Linked DNA regions of Mus musculus: region 1 is linked to region 2. The links are chromatin contacts, called in public ChIA-PET maps. All regions are on one chromosome and are shown on one strand. The core of a region is the stretch at or near the end of the contact, and the rest is flanking DNA. Distances in the headings are between cores, read along the strand shown. Region 1 overlaps Wnk2 (WNK lysine deficient protein kinase 2). Region 2 overlaps Fam120a (family with sequence similarity 120, member A).

The links. ChIA-PET counts read pairs in DNA pulled down with a chosen protein or histone mark.
Region 1: a contact with region 2 is called in an RNA polymerase II ChIA-PET map of memory CD8 T cells, with 22 read pairs. The contact joins two enhancer-like sites. A contact is called at or near these places in 1 of 39 promoter capture datasets (cranial neural crest), 2 of 115 datasets of contacts at active chromatin or transcription factors (effector CD8 T cells and memory CD8 T cells) and 2 of 9 other capture datasets (liver and pancreatic islet).

Annotation. Positions count from the first base shown.
Region 1 is chr13:49,067,629-49,072,166 of GRCm38.p6, reverse strand. It overlaps Wnk2 (WNK lysine deficient protein kinase 2), which reads left to right. Exons shown (of 30, transcript NM_001290313.1): 14 at 127-176; 15 at 1,044-1,212; 16 at 1,281-1,397; 17 at 3,924-4,094; 18 at 4,205-4,250. Among named protein-coding and RNA genes, the nearest start is that of Wnk2, 78 kb to the left of the region's middle. Within about 2 kb of position 1,931, at least 14 of the 459 cell types and tissues checked have an H3K27ac peak or open chromatin away from gene starts, as enhancers often do. A contact at or near this core is called in memory CD8 T cells, where this site is marked.
Region 2 is chr13:48,877,270-48,881,624 of GRCm38.p6, reverse strand. Fam120a (family with sequence similarity 120, member A) reads left to right here. Exons shown (of 18, transcript NM_001033268.3): 18 at 530-2,409. The coding sequence ends at 829. Phf2os1 (a long non-coding RNA gene) reads right to left here. Exons shown (of 2, transcript XR_003950516.1): 2 at 3,276-4,355. Among named protein-coding and RNA genes, the nearest start is that of Phf2os1, 8.5 kb to the right of the region's middle. Within about 2 kb of position 2,899, at least 407 of the 459 cell types and tissues checked have an H3K27ac peak or open chromatin away from gene starts, as enhancers often do. A contact at or near this core is called in memory CD8 T cells, where this site is marked.

The DNA.
Region 1 (4,538 bases), core at 682-3,181, 190 kb before region 2:
GGCCCTGTGTGGAGAGAGCCTCAGAGGAGGCAGGGAGGCAGCTGCATGCTGTGGCTGGCCTCACCACTGAGGGGAGGCAGATCCGCACAGTGTAACCCTGTTCTCTTTATTCTGTTCTTATTTTAGGAGCAGGTCTCACAAGACAAACCCCCTGGCCCCCCACAGAGCTCCGAGAGGTACCGCTCTGCCTTGCCCTCAGGATGGGTGGGGGGTGCAGGCTCAGGAGCCAGCTTGGCCCAGCCTAGTACTGTTTGGCACGCTCATTCAGATCCTGCCCTAGTTTGCCAGGACACTATAGGATTTTTAACAGATATCACGCCCCCCCCCCTTTTCCAAATCTGACCCAGAGTAGCTCAGGGACTGTCTTTCTGGTCGTTGTCAATCCAGGATGAATCCTGGTTGCTGTCAGCCTCTGCCTGCTAGGCTATGGGTCCTGGTACTAGATCTTGTCAGTCCAGGTTAAGGTCTGGTTGTTGTTGGTCCCTGCTGAGCTGTGGGTCCTGGCATTAGTCCTTGTGGTGAGGACATTCCACAAAGGGAAGATAATGGGCAGAGCCTCAGTACTCTATGGTATGCCTAGGCCCAGATGTTCAGGTCTCTCCTCCTGTGATCCGGGGTGGCAGTGCTGGTCTTATTGGAGTGGGTATGAGAGGTAACTGGGATCCCACCATCCCAGAAAACTGGATGTTGTGCATGCAGGACTCCATGCTCATGTAAGACTCTACAGTCCTCACGACAGCCTAGAGTGTCTGAGGTCTTGTTTGCACCCATGGGCAAAGTGAAGCATGTAGACCCGTTTCACAGGCAAAAGGCCTACAGGACCATCCAGCCCATCACAGGGAAGCTAGTGCTTCCCCTGGCCCCTGGGTGATATTGAATGGGTACTGGAGGAAGAGAGGTCTTGGTTCCCCTTGAAGGCTGGGTACCATCATCTATCTCTACAGGTCACAACTTTAGGCACTTAAAGCTCCAAGGCTGGACTGACTAGAGTGGGTTTTCTGGCAATCCACATAATGCTGTTAACATTCTTGGTTTTCCCTCAGCTTTGGAGGTTCTGATGTCACCTCTGGAAGAGATCTGAGTGACAGCTGTGAAGGCACCTTTGGAGGGGGCAGGCTGGAGGGAAGGACCGCCCGGAAACACCACCGTAGGTCCACTCGTGCACGCTCGCGGCAGGAGAGGGCCAGCCGGCCCCGGCTCACTATCCTAAATGTGAGTGGCTGCTGTTTGGGGGCACGTGGGTATGAATTCCTCTGCAATCTGATCATGGCTTCCCGCAGGTGTGTAACACGGGGGACAAGATGGTGGAGTGTCAGCTGGAAACGCATAACCATAAGATGGTGACCTTCAAGTTTGACCTCGATGGGGACGCTCCGGATGAGATTGCCACGTACATGGTAAGGCTGGGCCAGGGCTGAGGCCGCCTCCTTGAAGTCCTTAGGCTCTTGAAGAGTTAAAATGTTGAGTTTGGTCCTGCATGGAGGTGTCTGGGTGGCCTGTGGGTTGGGCACAAAACTTAGCAACTGTCCCCAGAGCTGTGGCTCTCCAGGGAGGGCATCAGCTTCCTGCAGATGGTTTTTGTGGGGTTTTCCCCAGACTCCTTAGTAAGGACAATTCACGTACAAAGCACCTGTGCAGCTCTCAATCTAAATTGCATCCTTTTGGTCTCAGGTTTCCCCTGGATTCTAACCCTCCTCTCATCCCATTGCTTTTCCCTTCTTTGAACTCCCCACCAAGCAGTATGTAACTGTACAGACAGCTCATGAGCAATCTATGCTTCCCACAGCCCTCTGCCTTGTTCCCTGCCCCTGCTTTGGGGTTGGAGGCATCCAGAGGCTCCAGAGGAAGCACAGGTGTCCATGGTGGACTGGGGCGCCGTGGGAGTTAACTTGTCTCACTGCTGAGACGAAACACCTGACAGAAGCAAGGAAGGAAGTGTTTAATTTAGCTCACGGCTAGAGAAGGTCTTGGCAGCAGGAGTGTGAGGTGGTTTGTCACCTTGTACCCACAGTCAGGAAGCAGAGAGAGAGGAATTCTGGTACCCAGCCAGCTTTCTCCATTGTACTCAGTCCGGCACTCCAGTCCACATTTAGGATGAGCCTTCCCACCTCAGCGACCCCAAAGTAAAAAGTGCCCAGAGCTTTGTCTCCTGGGTGATTCCAGGTCCTTTGGCTTGATGATTAATATTAATCATCATAGGTGTTAGTTAGACAAGCTTTGCCTCATCTGGGACCATCTTGCCACACGTGGGACCCTCCATTCCTTGGGTCTTGGGCTTATTACCCTGGCAGACCATTGTAAAGAAGAAACCAGATGTTTGAATTAGCTTGGTTTTGGTTTCGATTTATACTTGAACCCTGAAGTTTTAAGTTTTTCTCTGTTTTATTTTTAAATGTGTTTTTGATCTCTTTAATTTCTCTTTAAGAAGAAGAAGAAACATACTCCTATCAGGAAGCCATAAGAGGCTTTTGTTTAGTTTTGCCAGATTTGCAGCACTCCATATGTTCTTGCATGCTTCAGCCTGCGTCACGCACGTATCTGGGTGCTCTTGACTACATACAGGCTTCAAGCCACACTCAGGGGTGGATAGCTAAGGATGGCAGCCTCAGCCTCATCTGGGGGAGTAGTGGTACTCCTGGGGGTTTTATCTAGGTGGTTGGAAGAACACTGCTCTTCAGCTATCTTGTAGGAGCCGCAGGCTCACCCACAGGGGATGGATGGTCCAGGCATGTGTGAAGCTACACACTTGTATGAATGAGAAGAATGGTTAGAAAGAGCTGGCACTGGAGTGCCCTAGGAAAGAAGACAGTTGCTGTCTCCCTAGAGCTCTTTGTCCAGGGAGAGATAAGTCATGCTGAATCTGCCTAAGGTAGCCAAGACACAGTGGGCCAAGGTTGCCCACAGGAGCATTAAGGACAGTGACTGTATCCTGGTGAGGCTAGCCCAGAGGCCCTAGTATCTAGGCTGTGGTATTAGCCCTCTAGTTACCTTCATATCCCAGGCCTGGGCTGTTTTGCTGTTCTCTACTTCTGGGTGAGGAATGGAAGAGAGTCAATTCTACAAGAAATTCTTGACCATGAGGAGGCAGCCAATGCAGGCATTATAGAATCATGGGTTTCTGGACTCAGACCTGGCCTGCCAGGAGGACAGTATCTGGTATAAGTGGATGCTGGAAAGCCCTGTGTGATTAGTTGGAGAGATCATGGTATTGTTCCTTACTGGGGCAGCCGCAAGGATGGGACTCAGCGATCTGCCTGATCAGTTCAGTTTTGTCTGCCTTGGCCAACTTTGGAAGAGCTGAGAAGAGCCATGTGGCTGTAAGGCAAGAGCTCTGTGAAGACGAAATGTAAAGACAGCCAATAGGAAAGATTTCTGGGGAACCAGTCATAGTGGTGCACACCTTTAATCTCAGTACTTGGAAGATAGAGGCAGAGTATCTGTGGAAGCTAAAAGCCAGCCTGGTCTACATAGTGAGTTCTAGCACAGCCAGGACAACTCACTGAGACCCTATCTGAAAATAAACAAACAAATAATAGTATTGTTATTGTTATTAGAAAAATAGGTGTGGCTCATTGTCTGGTGCTTGAGTCCCTACTAGGCCCTCTGCCCAAAACCTAGTACTGGTGTACCTATCTTGGAAATTCTTGGGCTAGCCTGGGGTTCAGCTCTTGCTCCAGGAAAGCTGTGCCACATGAGGCCATCTGGTTGTGTGGGATAGGGTTTTCAGCTTCAACTACATTCCCATGTCTCCAGGGCCATTAACTTTCTCCCTTGGATGTTCGGACACAACCAGGGGGCATGCCCTTTGTCTTGTCTTCCCTTGATACCTAGGGCAGGAAAGAGGTATGTGTATCCTTGATAGAGCCCCCAAGCAGCCATAGTCTAGGGAAGGTTGTCACCTGCAGTCCCATGTCTCTTTGTAGGTAGAGCATGACTTTATCCTGCCCGCTGAGCGAGAGACCTTCATCGAGCAGATGAAGGATGTCATGGACAAGGCAGAAGACATGCTCAGTGAGGACACAGATGCTGACCATGGCTCTGATACAGGGACCAGCCCTCCACACCTGGGTACCTGTGGTCTGGCCACGGGGGAGGTGAGAGCCCAGGTCCTCAGGGTATGCTGGTGAATGCAGCAGGCAAGAGGCTCAGAAAAAGGCTCTCAGTGAGCAAGGCTTCTGACCCACAATCCCTTTCCCTCATGCAGGAGAACAGACAGTCCCAAGCCAATGCCCCTGTCTACCAGCAGAATGGTAAGTCTGTCTCGGAAAGGTAAGGCAGGCCAGTCTTAGGGAAGAACCGTTTCCCTGTATCTTCTGTGCTCTAAAGCAGGCATTTGACAGAAGTTCCCTGTTGAGCATAGCAGCACCAGGCTTTGGCCACTGTACCAGAAGGATTGTGGGAGTGGTGATGTTGGTCTCTCAGTTGGTTATGGCTACCCTGCCCCAGCAGCTGCTAACCTCTGGCTGCCATCAATTCCTTCAAGGCTGGTGCTGTAGACATCCTAAGAACTGAAATCAAGCCTTTCTGAGAGTCTCCAG
Region 2 (4,355 bases), core at 1,650-4,149:
TTGGGAAGTATACAGGGTTGTGTCAGGCTGAACCTGCGTAGGGGAACAAGGGTGATCCAGAGGAGAATCCTGTCCACGGCTTTTGTGCTGCTATCCATACAGCCCTGCTTTGTGTTGCTGTTGTCCTGCTGTGACTTGGTTTATCTTGTAAAGATTGGGGTATGTGTTTTGGGTATGCATTTTGGAGAATATGAGGAGAGCCTTTAATACTTCAGAGGAGAATCACCAAAAGGTGCTTGTAACTTTAAAGATGAGATACTACATAAAGGGGTAGATAGAGCACTCCAAGTGAGACTTTGTCATTTCAAAAGAAACGTTTCCAGCAGAGGTGTTGAGAGAAGGATCCACAGAAGGAATTAGCCTAGACAGAAGGTTCACCAGCTGAAGGCAAGCAGAGAGCTGAATTTTTCTTTTGAATTCTCTGGCTGAGGCATTATGACTAATTTGTGTCCCTGTCCATCTGTGTTGTCCCCCATCCCAGCCCCACCTCTACCGTCCCTGAGACTCTTGTTACTCTCCTTCCCCACAGGGCAGGCCTCCTTATGCTGCTTCAGCAGAAGAAGTGGCCAAAGAACTGAAGTCGAAATCTGGGGAATCCAAGTCCTCTGCTGTGTCCCTGGCTGAAAACGGAGTGATGGCCGAGGAGAAGCCAGTGCCCCAACTTAATGGGAGCACGGGTGACCCCAGAGTCCCCAGCCACTCTGAAAGTGCCTTGAATAATGACTCTAAACCGTGCAATACAAATCCTCACTTAAATGCACTAAGTACAGACAGCGCCTGCCGCAGGGAGGCTGCTCTGGAGGCAGCTGTCTTAAATAAAGAAGAGTAAACTTATTTTTTATAGAGGGTGAAGGATGCTGGAAGGGTAAGGATTCAGGAGCATCTGGAGAGAGAGCCTGCAGTTATGTACATTTTGTCCTTTCCGTAAGAGAAAATGAGGACTTTGGAAATTCAGATCCCTCTTTGATATCAGAGATATAAACAACACATTTTTTTTTTTTTTTTTAGTTTTAACCAGTTGTAGTCAAAATGCTACAATAAAACAAAAAAGAGAAAGAAAATGAAGAGCATTTGACTCCCGCACTTAAAAATGAAGTACACAAAGTTTAAACTGGTTACGACAAAAGCCTAGAGTTGTGTTTCTTGAACTATAAAGAAAACAAATTTTGGCAGTGTTTAAGTATATATAGCTTAAAATATAATTTTTAGCATTTGGCACCATATGTATGCCACTATATTTGATTTTGCATTACTGTTTCACAATGAAGCTGTGTTTTGAGGCTTTGATTTATGATTATGAGAGAAGTAAGGCACAACCACAGTTTCTTTCTTACTTAAATCTCATCACTGTTGATGTGGTTCTTTTGTGTTAAAAAAAGTGCAACTATCAAAACTAAAAAAATTATAGATTAAACTGCTGTTGTGCTGATTTTGAATACACAGTACATCATACATCCTTTACAAGCAAGTTCAATGGAGATTACGTTGAAATCATAGAAGATGCAAATGACCTTTCAAAGTCAACACAATGTGTTCTGAAACCTCGTGACTAATACCATGCATCTGTGATCAGTGAGCTACGTGGTTTTGAATCGGACGTAGACCATTAGTGCTACTACTTGAGCTAATCTTCTGCATGGTTCATAATTTTTAAAGTGTGTAGTTAATATTATGCATGTTATTGTCCTTTCTTCCATTCTTACCAGTATGTGCCCATTTGCAAAACAAAATGCTAATAATCAGTAATAGTCCTATAAAAGATGTTAACTCTGTTTAGTCATTGACTGATCTTGCTCTAACCTTAAAATTTTGTGATTATTGACCTCTGTTGCATTTATTCTAAACCCCCCAAAATTATCTAGCCGTTTGGAATATCAACATTACCCTGGTGTACTCACTGCTGTGTGCATTATTGTTCTTTGTTGCTGTTTTATGCCTTCATATTCATATTAGCAAAATATGAAATTCTGTAAAGAAAGAAACCCCCTATGATCTTAAAAAACAAAACACCCCCTTCCCCTTCTGTAGCAGGAAACAAATTGCTTGTTCTTGAGAAGTGTCCCATCAGGAACTTAGTAGAAGCAGGTAGACTTCGATCATTTTGATGTTTTGTTACTGTTTCCAAACAATGTACTTTGAATCAGAATCACTTCTTATGTTTCATCTACTTCCGATGCTCTTCATCACATTAGTGATCAGAAATGAGGTGTAACTCCCCAGCCCCTGCCCGCAAGAGCTAAGTAGGACCTCACTGTAAGTTGAAGGGAGTTCCGCCCTAACTCATGGATTGTGAAGAATGAACTGCTGTTGGGTCTGATTGACTGTTGATGGATTGTGGTGTGGTTTATCCAGAGGCTATTGAATGCAACTTACAATGCTTAATAAAAATCTTTATTCTTTTAGTATAAAGTATGGTGTGGCTTTTAAATTCACTTGTAAAGTATGAATTTTACAGAGGTTTAAATTTAGGTAGCTCATGAAGAGCTCCATAAGACAACATTAAGTTTAGAATTACCAAGCCCTGTCAAAGTAATTTTAGAGGAACCTTAATGGTTAATATGAAAATTATGCAGAGCACAGCTTTTGCGTTCCTCTGACCAATCAGGCTGCGAAGTACAAAGTAGCTTTATAAAGGCCTAACGGGGAAATCTTTGTTTTTAAATGTAGAGTTACAAGTGTCGCTGCCCTTTGGCTGGTTCTCTGCAGCCTAGTTCAAGCGTGCCCAGCAAAGCGGCCAAGGAGCTACTGGAGCGCCTGCTCCGAGCAGAGGACGCGTGCTTTACGGGCGGGGGCGATTGTGCAGCAGATGCGCGCGCATCTCGGGGCGGAGCCGAACCATACCCAAAGCCACTGGCTTCTTACGCTGCAGCGCCAGGGCGGAACCACGTGACGAGTCCCGAGACTGCGCCTGCTCGGTCTGTCAGGCTCACGGCTTAAAGAGCCGCGTCTGGGACCTTGCGCAGGCTGGTTCCCGCTGCCTCGCGGCCTTCATAGGCCCTACGAATGATCGGAGGCTCAGCCACAGGGCTCTGGCCAACCCCACCGGCGTGCGCCTACTGTATTGTGGCTTCCAAATTACGGAGGAGATAACCTCTTGTCCGATTTTGCTAATTTGGTCTCCAGGGTCTCGGTGAGAGTGAAACTTGGTACTGCTGTCCACAACAAGCCCCCAGAACCTTTGGCTGTGTTTGGTAGCCAGGCCTGTATCATCTTAGAAAACCCACGGTCCCAGGGAAGACTGGCCACTCTGGAGCCCAAAAGAATGTCCCAGCAACTGGAGTACAGAAAACTTTTATTCTGAAAATACCTTCTCCCATGGCACCCTCATAGGGTCTCCCCCTTACCCCCTCAGTAACAGTCACAAACCTTATTATTCTGGATCTTCAGACCGCCTTACTTGGGGACAGCAATATATCACTTGGATTACATTTGCTCTAAGCCTAAGAGACTTCTTGGCTCCAAGGTATGCCTCCACCTTACTTAAGGACTGGAAGTTTAGGCTTGAGCAGGAAGGAGAGGATTCTGGAGGCTCCAGGGATATGGGCCTGGACCCTCACTTTGCCAGAGACACACTGACTTTTTCCCACACCACTGGAATTGAAGGGTCAGTGGGGGGACCAGTGCCAAGATGCTCAAGGGACTTTGGCCATATGTGGCACTGTCCAGAACTCAGGGCCAAATTTGAGGCTTTGTACACACTTAATATGAACTCAACCTGGTGTTGTTCTTGGTCTAATGGCAAACAGTGGTAAGTCTGATGTTCTTGGTAGGTTGTTTGGGGTTTTGGGGTGTGTGTAAGAGGGGTTGTTTTTCCTTTTTAAAAGGAACTTTTATGATTTTTTGGCTTTAACTCTGCCATCTTGGAAACAACTATTGTGAACACCGGGTCTTTTTTGATGAAAGACTTATTTTCCTTTTCTCCTCAGCACAGAGGGGACATTCTGCTTGCTTGTTTAAGGTTCGTGTGTAGCATTTTTACCAGCCCTTGCTCTTCCTCCAAGGGACAAAGCACAGAGCCTGCACCTTGAAGGACTTCTTCTAAAATGGGGGAGCTAAACACATGTTTACATTTAATAAGCAAAATATAAGGACGGGAGATAGAGAGGTGTACATACCACCCCCTAAGTGAGTCCTGCAATTGCTGCTTAGTCCTGGCCCTTAGAGCACATGAGCTATTTGTATGAATTGGCCCAGTTGCTGGGCAAGGCCAGTGTACTAGCTTTTTGACAGGCAAAAAAATAGGCGTTTTCATTTATATGGCCTTAATTTCCAGGGGTCTAAGCATTTGATGGATATGGTTAATGTAGCTCAATTTTTCACTTTATCTGACAGAGAATGTTGGGTAATCCCTATAC